Regions from separate parts of the Sus scrofa genome. Here region 1 is linked to region 2. The links are chromatin contacts, called in public HiChIP or PLAC-seq maps. All regions are on one chromosome and are shown on one strand. The core of a region is the stretch at or near the end of the contact, and the rest is flanking DNA. Distances in the headings are between cores, read along the strand shown. Region 1 overlaps DNAJC2 (dnaJ homolog subfamily C member 2). Region 2 overlaps ARMC10 (armadillo repeat containing 10).

Evidence for each region. HiChIP or PLAC-seq counts read pairs in DNA pulled down with a chosen protein or histone mark.
Region 1: an H3K27ac HiChIP or PLAC-seq map of alveolar macrophages shows a contact between it and region 2. The contact joins two enhancer-like sites. A contact is called at or near these places in 1 of 47 Hi-C or Micro-C datasets (embryonic fibroblasts) and 1 of 2 datasets of contacts at active chromatin or transcription factors (alveolar macrophages).

The regions. Positions count from the first base shown.
Region 1 is chr9:103,353,798-103,359,802 of Sscrofa11.1, forward strand. It overlaps DNAJC2 (dnaJ homolog subfamily C member 2), which reads right to left. Exons shown (of 17, transcript XM_005667716.3): 2 at 3,199-3,389. The coding sequence starts at 3,231. Among named protein-coding and RNA genes, the nearest start is that of DNAJC2, 5.8 kb to the right of the region's middle. Within about 2 kb of position 2,429, at least 2 of the 83 cell types and tissues checked have an H3K27ac peak or open chromatin away from gene starts, as enhancers often do. A contact at or near this core is called in alveolar macrophages, where this site is marked.
Region 2 is chr9:103,204,232-103,210,220 of Sscrofa11.1, forward strand. It overlaps ARMC10 (armadillo repeat containing 10), which reads left to right. Exons shown (of 6, transcript NM_001244923.1): 4 at 662-838; 5 at 4,257-4,328; 6 at 5,249-5,989. The coding sequence ends at 5,500. Among named protein-coding and RNA genes, the nearest start is that of ARMC10, 27 kb to the left of the region's middle. Within about 2 kb of position 3,045, at least 17 of the 83 cell types and tissues checked have an H3K27ac peak or open chromatin away from gene starts, as enhancers often do. A contact at or near this core is called in alveolar macrophages, where this site is marked.

The sequences.
Region 1 (6,005 bases), core at 1,179-3,678, 150 kb after region 2:
AAAAGATGCTGTTATCTTTTATCTTTAGGACCCTTCCATGACCCCTTTTCCATTTCTTTGCTGCTCATCAAACTTAAACTTCTTGAAAAAACTGTCCACATATTTTTTTACCCCCTCTAGCATTCAGTTTTTGAAACACACCAAAGTGGTTCTGCTCTGCCGATTCCCACCCCAGGTGCTATGAAACTGATCGCTTTAGGAACAACTTCCAGCAGCCAAATCCAAGATCATCCAGCTGCCTTCGCTTGGCTTCAACGCCCAGTGGCAGCACAGCTGACTCCTTTTTTGGGAAACATTATCTTCCTTTAGTTTCACTGAACCCACTGTTCTCCTCCCACCTTCCAGTAGCTTTTTCCAGCCATGTGACCAGCTTCTCAATGCCCTTTACAAAGCTCAGTCCTGGGGTTTCTCTCTGCCTCTCTCTAATACTTTGGTCCAAGGTGATCTGATGCAATGCCAGGACTAGAAGATGGTAAGTGTCCTGTAAATGCTCACGACTCCCCAGCTCACTCTAGCTTGGACCTCTGAGCTCCAGATGCAGAGCACCCCTGTCTCTCAAACTTCCTGGCCTGTCACCCTCCACCTTCTTCCCCTCTTTCCAAATACCAGACAGCTTTTCAGCTCAGGGAAGATGCAGAGCTCTTGCTCCCGGGTCCTCATGCTGCCTCAGCCAGGCACATTCTTCCCCCACTCTTCACGTGGCTGCCATCGCTCATCCTTCAGTCTCGGCTTAAATGTCATCACCTTATTTAAAAGGGGACAACCTTCCCTCCCCTTCTCTGCTTCTTTTTTTGGTTCCCCCAAAGTACTGAAATATTGTCAGTGCTTCAAACTCTCTAGCGGCTTCCACTGACTTCTCTTCCTCCCCCCTCCCCCATTCACTGTGTTCCAGCCACTTGCCTTCTGTCAGTTCCTGGCACATTCTAAACTTCTGCCCCTGCATCGACTCTGTCTGGAACATCACTGCCCCTGATACCTGCATATCATTCAGGTTCATCTAAAATGTCAACTGCACAGGTTCCCCTGTCTACTCCACCTGAAGCATCCACTCAACTTGACCCATCACCCTGTTCTACTTCTTTGCCTTCCACTTAGTGCCGTGTTCCTGGTTGTTTCCTGTCTCCTCACTGGCATATGCTCTGTGGGAGCACCGTACGGTCTTGTTCAGCGACACCCAGTGTGTGACACACCCTTTGCAGGTGTTTGATCCAAATTTGTTGAATTAAACAGTTAAATGAATGAATGTATGAACCCTGGAGCCTTGTTCCAATGCCATCTGCTCCTTTCTATGCCAAAAACCTTCTCCACTCTTCTTTGCTTTTCTCTCCTGTAGTCTCAACATTCCCGACCGTGCCTTTCCCTCAAGTTACTATTTTCTCTCATTTTCTCTACGACCTAGCTTTGAAAGAGTATTTTATACTAAGATCGCTACCTCCCCACTGCAATCTCTTGCCATCCCAACCGCTGTACTAGATCTGCTTTCAAGGTAGTCCCTACACTTCATTTGCCAAACCCAGCGGCTTTTTATCATTATTTACGTTACGTGACTGACCTCTCTCCAAAGCACTGACACTGGTGACTGTTTTTCCATTCTTGAGACTTCCTCCTCCTCCCTTAGCTTCTGGAAGAGTATAGTACCTGATGTTCAATAAACCTGCGCTGAACTAACACGTGTGTTTTTCTTTGCTTTCTCTCCACTTCTTCGACCCCTGTTAGTATCCCTTGCTGTTTTCCCTCCTCTGCCCATCCCCTAGATAACCATGCTCCTTAATGCTTAATTCTTTTCTTTTAAAACTGCTCATAGGAGGAGAATCGGCTAACACTCTCTGAGCACTTATTTATTCTTCTAGGTGTTTTACATGCACACCATTCCTCTTTTAACCCTCACAACACCTATGAGATAGGAATTATTATCTACTCTTTGTTTACCATTTGCCATGTGCCCAAGCACTAAGTGAAAGGCTTTGTATGTATAATTTCATTAATCCTCACTATAATCCTTTGAGCTGTTAGCAATCTCACTGTACCAGTAAAGGAAATGAGGTACAGAGAGATCTAGTAACTTTCTCAAGGTCCCAGCACATTAACTGGGCAAAACCAGATTTGAATTCAGGCACCCTAATTCCATGGCACAAATGCTTAAGTATAATGGTCATGCCTAGTTAAATGTTATACCTAATCGTCTCTATTCTTCTCTTGGCTGACATCATTCAGTTCCCACAGCCATCTATGGGCCAATGACTTATACAAGTTTTTGGCTCTAACCTCTTTTCAGAGACACAGACCAACTTCTAACCATCCACTAGACAGACTTCACTGCTGTTACCAGAACCTCAATTCTGACAGAATTAAACCTTAACACAAGACTGCGCTCCCCACAAACTTCCTCTTCCTGCCACCCTGTGTTGGTGACCTCAGTCTAGCAGGTGACTCAGGCTGGGATGATCAGACGGTTTCCAAACACATCCCCTACGCCTGGGTGGCGCAGCCAAGGTCACCAAGACCTGTCACATCTATCTAGCAAAAAAAGGGACTCTGTCCCCTCTTCCTCAAAACCAGTCTACAAATTTAGTTCAAGCATCAAGCATTCATTCACAGGCTTGGATTACTGCTCTGGCCCCGTAACAGCAAACTGTTCCTTTCCTCTCCACCTGCCCTCCCTTTTCAAGCAAGTTTCTGTACTGCCAGGAGAATTACTTTTCTAAAAGTAGCTTAGAAACTTTCAAAGGTGTCTTACTGCCTCAAAAATAAGAACTTCTTCCTTCGTGTGACATAACAAGGACATTATAGAGTTCCGTCCAGACTCTGTGTCAGGCTAATTTCTCACCACCACCCCCTCAAGTGTGCCACTCTACCCTTCATAATCCCCAAGAGGCAGCATGTGTGCTTTATTCCTTTGTGTTGCTGCGTATCTAATCTTTCTGCCCAGAACATCTTTTCTCCCTTCTCTGCTTCATCAACTGCCATTCACCCATTTAAGACCACTCAAACATTATCTTTTCTGTGAAGCCTTTCTGGATTTCTCCAGCAGAGACAGCAACCTAAGGCTAATGCCATCCCACTCAGGGCTTAACAATAAACAGGTGCTCGATGATTATTTTGTTGGAGCATCCTAAAACATGATTTAATGATGGAAAATAGAGAAATTGCCTATGTCTTACAAAGCATCTGCGTGAACAAGGTTTAGATATTAAATACCTTCCAGTCTTTGGGGTCAAGTGTTTTCAGCATGGGGAACTCTTCTAACTGCAATTCTTCATCTTCTGATTCCTCTGATAACTCTTTCTTATCCTCCAGTTCCTGAAAAGAGGCAGAAGCATTTCTGTTTCTCCTCTTAACAAAAGCTTCAAACCATCTTCCCACAGGTTCAACTTGACAGAATGTTGAGGCTGTGATTGAAAGCGTTAAGAGAGGCTTCAATGTATTGCATGGAATAAATCTGTTCCAAGGCAATAAATAAAATCAAAACAGTGGTAGCATCACACTTTAATTTTAAAACTATCAACTGAAAGTAACTGCAGGAATACAGTTAACATGAGGGTTAGCAATGACCATTTCCTAGTATTTACAGAAAGTCAATCAACCTCTTCCAGTTATCTGACAAACAAGACATTCAGCAGTGTCAACAATAAATCAATACTTTTCTGGGAATATGAGACAAAGATGAGGAACAGGAAGAGTTGCAAATGCTTTCCTTTAAGATTAATAATTATAATTAAGCAGTAAATAATTATAAACTGTTGTAAAGAGCTAGACTCATCAAAAAATCTAAAAACAACTCAAAATGTCTTAATTATTAAAACCTGAGTTTAGATCTCTTTCAAATATTTTAAGATGGAACATTTATTTTTTTCTGAAAAACAATTTTCAAGTAGCTAAAAGGGAATTTACAAACGAAGCTGTGCTACTGTAGAACAGCTCTGGATTTCAGAGCAGGTCTGACAATCAGCAGCTACGTGAAATGAGTCAGTGACACCTTCAAGTGTAAAATGGGAACAATACCTATCTTCACTGGTTCCTTGGAAGACTGAACAACAGACCACAAAAGCACTTGGAAAATCACAAACTCTTAAAGTAAGCCTCTATTCCTGGGAAGTGGGGGTAAGGCACTATACGGCTGTACATTAACAATTCAAAACAGGTAGTTTGGGTCAGGAAAAAAGTGAACATCGTCGTCGTCTTTTTTTTTTTTTTTTTAATTTGTCTTTTCAGGGCCGCACCGCGGCTTACGGAGGTTCCCCAGGCTAGGGGTCTAATCGGAGCTGTAGCCGATGGCGTACACTACAGTCACAGCAACACGGGATCCGAGCCACTTCTGCGACCTACACCACAGCTCACGGCAACGCGGGATCCTTAACCCACTGAGCCAGGGCAGGGGTTGAACCCGTAACCTCATGATTCCTAGTTGGATTCATTTCCGCTGCGCAACGAGGGAACTCCATTAATTTTAATTTCATAATTCAAATGAAAGCAAAAAGCTTTACTGTCTGGAATTAACTCAGATAATAAGTTTTTCCTTGTACCTAAATTGCCACAATTTTCTAAAAACAGCTGACTTTCCATGTTTTAATTAGGTGGGGAAATTAGGATTTTTTTTTTCCTACCAAACACAGGAGAGGATTCAAACACGATTAAATAAGCACTACCTGTGTAGCGCAGGTGTGGCTTTTAAGAACATTGCACTTTAAGCCTTTCCCTTTACTTGTGAGATTACACAGACACTTCTGAAAACGCGAACATGTGCCATGAGATACGTCCAAAATCACATACAACAAGCATCAGTATCCATGGCTATGGTAATCAGTGAAATCACTGAAACCAGAAACTCTTTAGGTTTACAATTCTATGATTGTTTTAGGCTATTAATCTAAGAACCTAGAAAAGACAAGTTTCGCTTTTTAAAAATTGAAGACAGCTAATTTACATAGGTGAAGTTTCGCTTCATTGATTTGCCTTTAAAAGCCTGTCTATACAAGTCTTAACACCAGCATATGAAATGGTCTTTTCATTTGAATACGAGGGGCAATGTCTGAGTTGGGACACTTAACAAAGCTTGAGCAAACGTAGAAGGGAAGAGAGGTGTTTAATACAGCACCAGCAGCTAGGCTCCGTAGGGGCTCTAGACGTGGGGAGTCGCTGCGGGCAGTCTCTTGCCCCCGGCAAGGAGATGCTTATAAACCTTTTTAGGTTAGGGAAGGATTCGGTCCCGAACTGCTCCGCCAGATCCATGAGTCAGCAGCCGCGAGACAAGAAAGAAACTGCGGGGGCAAAAGGAAGACGCCCCCCTCCCTCCCTCCTTCCAGTCTAAGGAAGGATTTCTTTATAGCAGGGAGCAAAAGGCACTCGTCACGACCCCATACTCTGTGAGCTAGTTGCCAGGGGGAAGGGGAGAAAGGTTTCGGGGTCGTCGAGGTAGAGGACCGAGGCAGGGAGGGCTGAGGCTAGACCGAGCCGGGGTTGAGTGGGCACGTACCAGAGGTCAGAGCGTGGGTGATGGCGGTGCTCTGGCCGTCCGCAGCGCTGGGCAGCAGCAGCATGATGGCGCCGGGGCCGGCCCCGCAGACGCAGCGGTTTGCGTCCCAGGCAGAGGGCACCTAGAGTCCCTTCCAGCTCTACCTCCCAGTCCGAGCCTCGCGCCTTGGCTCTACGAAGCCCAGGAACCGGCGCATGGAGCCGAGTACTAACTACTTCCGGGATGAATCTTTCGTGGTGCGTGGGCAAATTCAACCCCCACCTACTCCGCCGCCAACGTGTGCGGCAGCCTAGGTCCTTTACTAACTCAGATCCGACTGCAGAACATAAGTAATACGAATGAAAGGTTCCTAGATTTATCAGTTCCCGGGTAAAAAAAGCTTGTTTTTCCCCGTGCAACACTTAGAACATGATTTTCTAAAGCAGCTCTGTGTTCTAATTTACCACTACTTTGTCTATAACTAACAGGTGATTTTTGTAGTAGCTGACTTGTATAAAAAATGAAAAGATGTGTACGAACTAGCATTGAGAAT
Region 2 (5,989 bases), core at 1,795-4,294:
GCACCTTGGGCCAAAGAGAGTTTGGCCTCTGCGTACTTTTGAAAGAAAGAACTGTAAAGAAAAGCTCTCTTTCACTTTGCCTTCCCCCCTCCCTCCATTGTTTACTTGTAACAGGATGTAGCCCCTGGATCCCACTGTCCAGGAACTTACCATGGTACCAACGGCCCCTCAGGTCTTTGGGCTTCCACCTCCTCCTGGCGTGCCCAGACACAGAAGGGGAGGCTCAGTTGGGAGCCGCCAGCAAGTGAGATGGCCCCCCAGTGGTGTCGAGAGGTGCTCTCTGGGGTTGGACATGGCTCCACCAGCTAGTTACACTGGACAGGGGATCCAAGCTCCTTGAAGAGTTTAAAGCCGCTGTCTGTAAAATGGTCCTAACAATACAGCCCCATTAGAGTTGGCTTAGGGACAAAGTGAGGTTCATCTGCAAAATTCTCAGCACAGGGCCTGCCATTAACAAGGGACCTTAAGCTTAAAAATAAAGTCACCCAAGTTTGAGGGCTGCCGTCTTTGCTGAGGAGCCGATCTCAGCCTAAACAGTCACCCTGCTCCCCTGTGCAGAAAAGTTACGGTTCAGTGGAAAAATTGGGGAGATTCTAAGGCACTCACTTAAAAATAAATAAATAAATAAATAAAGACACTCGCTTTTCCCCCCCGCCTTTAGGTGTACGTTAATCAAGTCTGCGAGGACGTCTTGTCTGGTCCCCTGAACTCGGCCGTGCAGCTGGCTGGACTGAGGCTGTTGACAAACATGACAGTTACCAATGACCACCAGCACATGCTGAGCACCTACATTGCAGACCTGTTCCACGTGTTGCTCACGGGAAATGGAAGCACCAAGGTATGAAGGAAATGGTTATTACCCGAGCTGCACAGAGGTGTTGCATCCAGCTCATTAAGCTTGGAATTGAGTTCTGTGGCCTCTCGGGTTAAGGATCCGATGTTGTCACTGCAGCAGCTTAGGTCGCTGCTGTGGCACAGGTTCCATCCCTGGCCCAGAAACTGCCACATGATGAGGGCGCAGACAAAAAAATAAATTAATTAATTAAAAAGATTGGAATTGAGTTTACAGATCACCCATCTTAAGTTGATGTCCCCTCAAAAAAGAGAAAAAATCCTAATATGGGCCTAAAAAGTATATTATTTTTATCCCCAATATTAAATTTCAGAATTTTGAAAATGACCTCTTTCACTTATCAATAGATGGGTATTCACTTGGTTTTCTGAAAATCAGTTTATGTTTTACTGAAGTAGCTCCCTTCCCCACCCCGACCCCTGCACAAGATGCAGGACCATTGTGATTGAAAGGAATCTTTGAGTGAACAGTGCTAGGTAATTGAGTTTTTTGTTTACCTCAGTATTAAACTTTTCTTTTTATTCAGCCGTTAGCTGTTGAAAAATCTTTCTAAAACTCAGACGTTGAAGTTTTAGTAACGCATGTCTCAGTGCTCCACGTTGACCTGTTAGGTAGATGGAGGAGGCAACAGAGATGAAGCTGAATTAACGAGGACGCCCTGTGAAAATTCCTCAAGTAAACCCTTCATATTAGTGTGCACTCTTAGCAAGTGCCATTTTTTAAGAAACAGCATAAGAACAGAAGGTAGTCAAAGATTCTGTTAGTTGAGTCGATTGTTCATCAGTGTTTTACTGTATTGGTCTGTGTTCTCTGGCACAGTTGAAAAGAAGGACCAGATGTGAAGCCAAACTCCAGATACTCAGCTTCACAGAGAGTTACTCCCGAGGTTATGACACGGTGATTATCAGAGAGCCGCGCTATGGTCCTGGTGACATTTGTTCTGAGACGTTTTTATGTGGGCTTTCCCCATTTCCAGTCGCCAGACTTATTTGGATGTGGTCCATGATGTACCCGGACGCACTCACGATTCGATGTAATAACACTGGCAATACTCTAGCAATATTGCTCCATCCATACCTAATCTCCAGAATGCACACACACCTGTCAACACCCTTCTCTCCAGGGAGCAAGGTAACATCCAGCCCCTGAGCCCCATGGAAACTCCCCTTGCTCTATCTACCCCCATAGCATTGCCGCTGGAGGAGAAATCTCTCCTGTGCTTCTCCCTGCAGCTGCTCTGCCCAAAACCTCAGAGGAACACTGTGTTCAGAGCCAGGCCCGTCTGTCTCGGGGCTTCATAGATCTGTCCCAGACATGGTCTGTGTTTTCATATACTTTATGGCTTCTTAAAAAGTGACTCAGACCACAATAGTATGTTCCATTTTTGCTTTGTTTTGTTTTTCCATGACATTGCCTAGCATGGTATTTCTGGAATCAAAAATTTGCCTTTTCAGTCTGTCTGGGAACCTAGCTACCAATTGTTTCTCCATACAAAAATGAGTTTAAAGTTCCAACTTGCAGATGAACTTTTGGATAGTAATCTATTTGTAAGTGGGAAGATGTATCCGATTTAGACATTGTCTTAGTAAATAACTACTGACGTGAATTTTCAACATAGTTTTTAATGAGTGATCTATAATAATCTTTTAGGCTCAACACTGATCCGTAACTAAATATAAAGAGCGGAAGATGACTATAAAGAAATGTTGTGTTTGCTGCATCTGCCAAGAGGCAAAAAAAAAAAAAAAAAAAAACTAATGGCTTAAAGAAATGTCCTGGAGTCACCACAAGGTGGCATATGTGACCAGAAGGGGAAAAAAAAAATCTGTTCGTGGTTTCAAAACAGTATATACACACATAGCTGTTTAATCTGTAGTCATAAATACTCTACCATTATGTATACTTTTTGTCATGTTTAACTCCCTTCTGTGGAGCATAGCAACATGAAATTTTAGTGCAGGATTCTAACTTGCTGTTACTGTTCCCGGTTGTAAAAAAAAAAAGGCCTTTTTTAGATTTTATTGACTTCATCCAGGCTTATTTCATCGGCTCAGGACCATCCTGTGTCATAACTCTCCTCATTTTCCTAATCAAAACTTAAAAGAGACAAGTGTTTCTTCCTAACACTTATTCTCAGTGTTGCTGAGCCAGTCAGGCCAGACCAGGTCCGACAGTGACCCCCAGGAAGCTCACTACAGGGTCAGAAGTCATCTTTGCGCTTTCCCCTTAAGGCTATGATGAATAAAGCATGTGCTTGCAAAATTTCCTCTCTGCAAGGGCAGGAAACTGTTTGCAGTGGTTTCTGCAGGGGAGTGAGATGGGCAGGCCTATGTTGTTACCTTGTTCCCATCCGCACTGTTTGAAATGCATCATGGCCATATATTAAATTTCTAAGATTTTTTTTTAATTGATAAAAACAGTAAAATTAAGGAAAGCCTTGTATCTTCCTCCTTAACAAATTAGTGTGTGGAGTGTGATCAAAGGAATGTGAGTACATAGGATATAGGTATAAGGAGTAGCAAGCAAATACCAAACTTAGTAATTATGGTCTCTGTTCGTGGAAATGTGAATATCCTTTTCCTCTGTGCTTTCCTATAGTTTAAAAAAAATGTTCCATAGTAAACACAATGCCTTTATAATCCAAAAAAAAAGTTTTAAAGATAATATCCAGGTTCCTTCCCAGGTCTAGTGAAGGACACGTGTGGCACCTTCTCTGGATGTCAGTCTCCTCTCCCAGGTCCTCAGCATCTGTAATTTCAAATATTTTGTAGAAAGTATAGTTTTACATGACTCGTATTTTTAAAGGAAGAATTCTATTCAAATGTTTGTATTCCTGACTTTTCAATTATAAGTGGTAAGAATGCTAATATTTTAGCTTGTCAGCCATAAGTTAACATGTCTGCTGATTACTTATGCCACTGCCTATTTAAATGATTGAAAGTTTTTTTTCACATAAAAAGATAAGCTCCAAGAATCACAGTAACCAATAAAAAGAACCATATTGTTAGCCTTCATAACGAAATTGTCCCTAAATTTTCATACTTTAAGTAGAAACACTAAGCTTTGAGAGATTCCTTTTTTGTTCCAAAGATGATATTTCACTTACTAGTAATCCTAACAAAGAGCATTTATGTAACACATGTTTACCTTACCCTGTGTTAGGTATGTGGGTGGGCCGGGGTGGGTAGTGAAGAAATTCACTATTTTCTCCCTTTCTCCCTATCAATATAACTGGAAGACTCAGCTTTAAGATGGATTGAGAAGGCTTCGTGGAGAGGAGAGAATGAGAGTCTAATCTTAAAACTAGGCAGAACTTTAAAATGTGGACATGGTTGGCGGCAGCATGCCAGGGAGAGAAAATCCATGCTTGCTGGTCTGAGACAAACTGATACTCTTATTTCAGGTTCAAGTTTTGAAACTGCTGTTGAATTTGTCTGAAAACCCAGCCATGACAGATGGACTCCTTGGTGCCCAGGTAGAGAGCTTTCATTTTGTCTATACAAATAGATGTGGACAGATCTGGAAGGAAAGGATTTATCCCAAAATAGTAACAGGGATTATATCTGTGGAGCAATATTAAAGGTGGGTGGGGTTTTTTGGGGGTTCTTTTTGCCTACGTGAATTCCTTACATTTTATGTAATAGACATATTTTACTTTTAAAAATCATCTTGCTCACAGTCTAGCGGGAGGAGACAAAAATATGTAAGAAATGAGCGATAATTGAAAGCTATGGTAAGTGTTTTGAAGGAAGTGCAGGTGGTGCCATTTCAGAAAGGACCTGTCACACTCATCTGCTCGGCCCCGTACCCTGCACTGTGTATGCAGTTAGTGTTGGGTGAATGAATGAGCGTCCATGATGACTGTATATGACGGATCTTAAAGAGGAAATGGGTATTTTTCAAATGATTACATTCTAGGATTCCAAGGGAATAGAATTTTTTTAGCTGTAACACAAGACCTCTCTCTTTCCATTAGTAATCAAGGTAGAGGTGTGGAAGATTTTACACATTCATGTTTTGCAGTCCTAGGGATACTTTTCCATGACAAGATTTTTCAGTGTATTCAGGGAGCTTTAAAATGTGAAAACCGAACTTCCCATCGTGGCTCAGCGGTAATGAACCCAACTAGTGTCCATGAGGATGCTGCTTCAGTCCTTGGCCTCCCTCAGCAGGTTAAGGATCCGGCGTTGCCGTGAGCTGTGGTGTAGGTCACAGAGACAGCTCGGATTGCATGTGGCTGTGGTGTAGGCCAGCGGCTACAGCTCCAATTCGACCCCTGGCCTGGGAATTTCCATATGCTGCAGGTGCAGGCCTAAAAAGCAAAAAAATAAAACGTGAAAATATACATGGAAAATGTTTTCGTATATTTTAACTTCTTCTTGTTTCCTATTTCAGGTGGATTCATCATTCCTTTCCCTTTTCGATGGCCACGTAGCAAAGGAAATTCTTGTTCGAGTTCTCACACTGTTTCAGAATATAGATAACTGCCTCAAAAAGGAAGGTCGTTTAGCTCTTCAGCCAGCTTTCCCTGAAGGTTCTCTGTTTTACCTGTTATATGGAGACGAATGTGCCCAGAAAATGAGAGCGTTAGTTTATCACCATGACGCGGACGTGAAGGAAAAGGTAACGATGATACCAAAATTCTAATTGGTCGGTCGTGTTTTTCCAGGAAGTAGTGCAGTCTAGAAGTAATACACATAAACTTCTCATCTTTCACCTTCCTTACAAAGAGATTCTTGCGATTGCTGAAATTAAACCAGTAAATAGCATGTTTCATCATTAACACAGCTACTACCTGCCATGGTCTTCTGGTTTATTCTGGATCATTTTATTGACTTCAAATGAGTATAAGAGCTTATTCTCAAACCATTTTCTTTCTTTGTATTTTGCTTTTTGCTAAACTAGTTATTTCCTCTACATGGCACAACAGTGACCCTTTTATGTATAGCTACGCTTCCACTGTTGGAAGTGATCTGCAGTTACTCATCTGGGACAGCATTAGCACCATCCTAGGAATGGCTTTGTTCTTTTAGTAACGATGAGATCTGTACTTGCAAGCCCACCTGCCACACTGCTTTCAAGTCTGTTCTAATCATGAGACCCTATTTTAGCCCATGCAAACTGTAACCTGTTAGA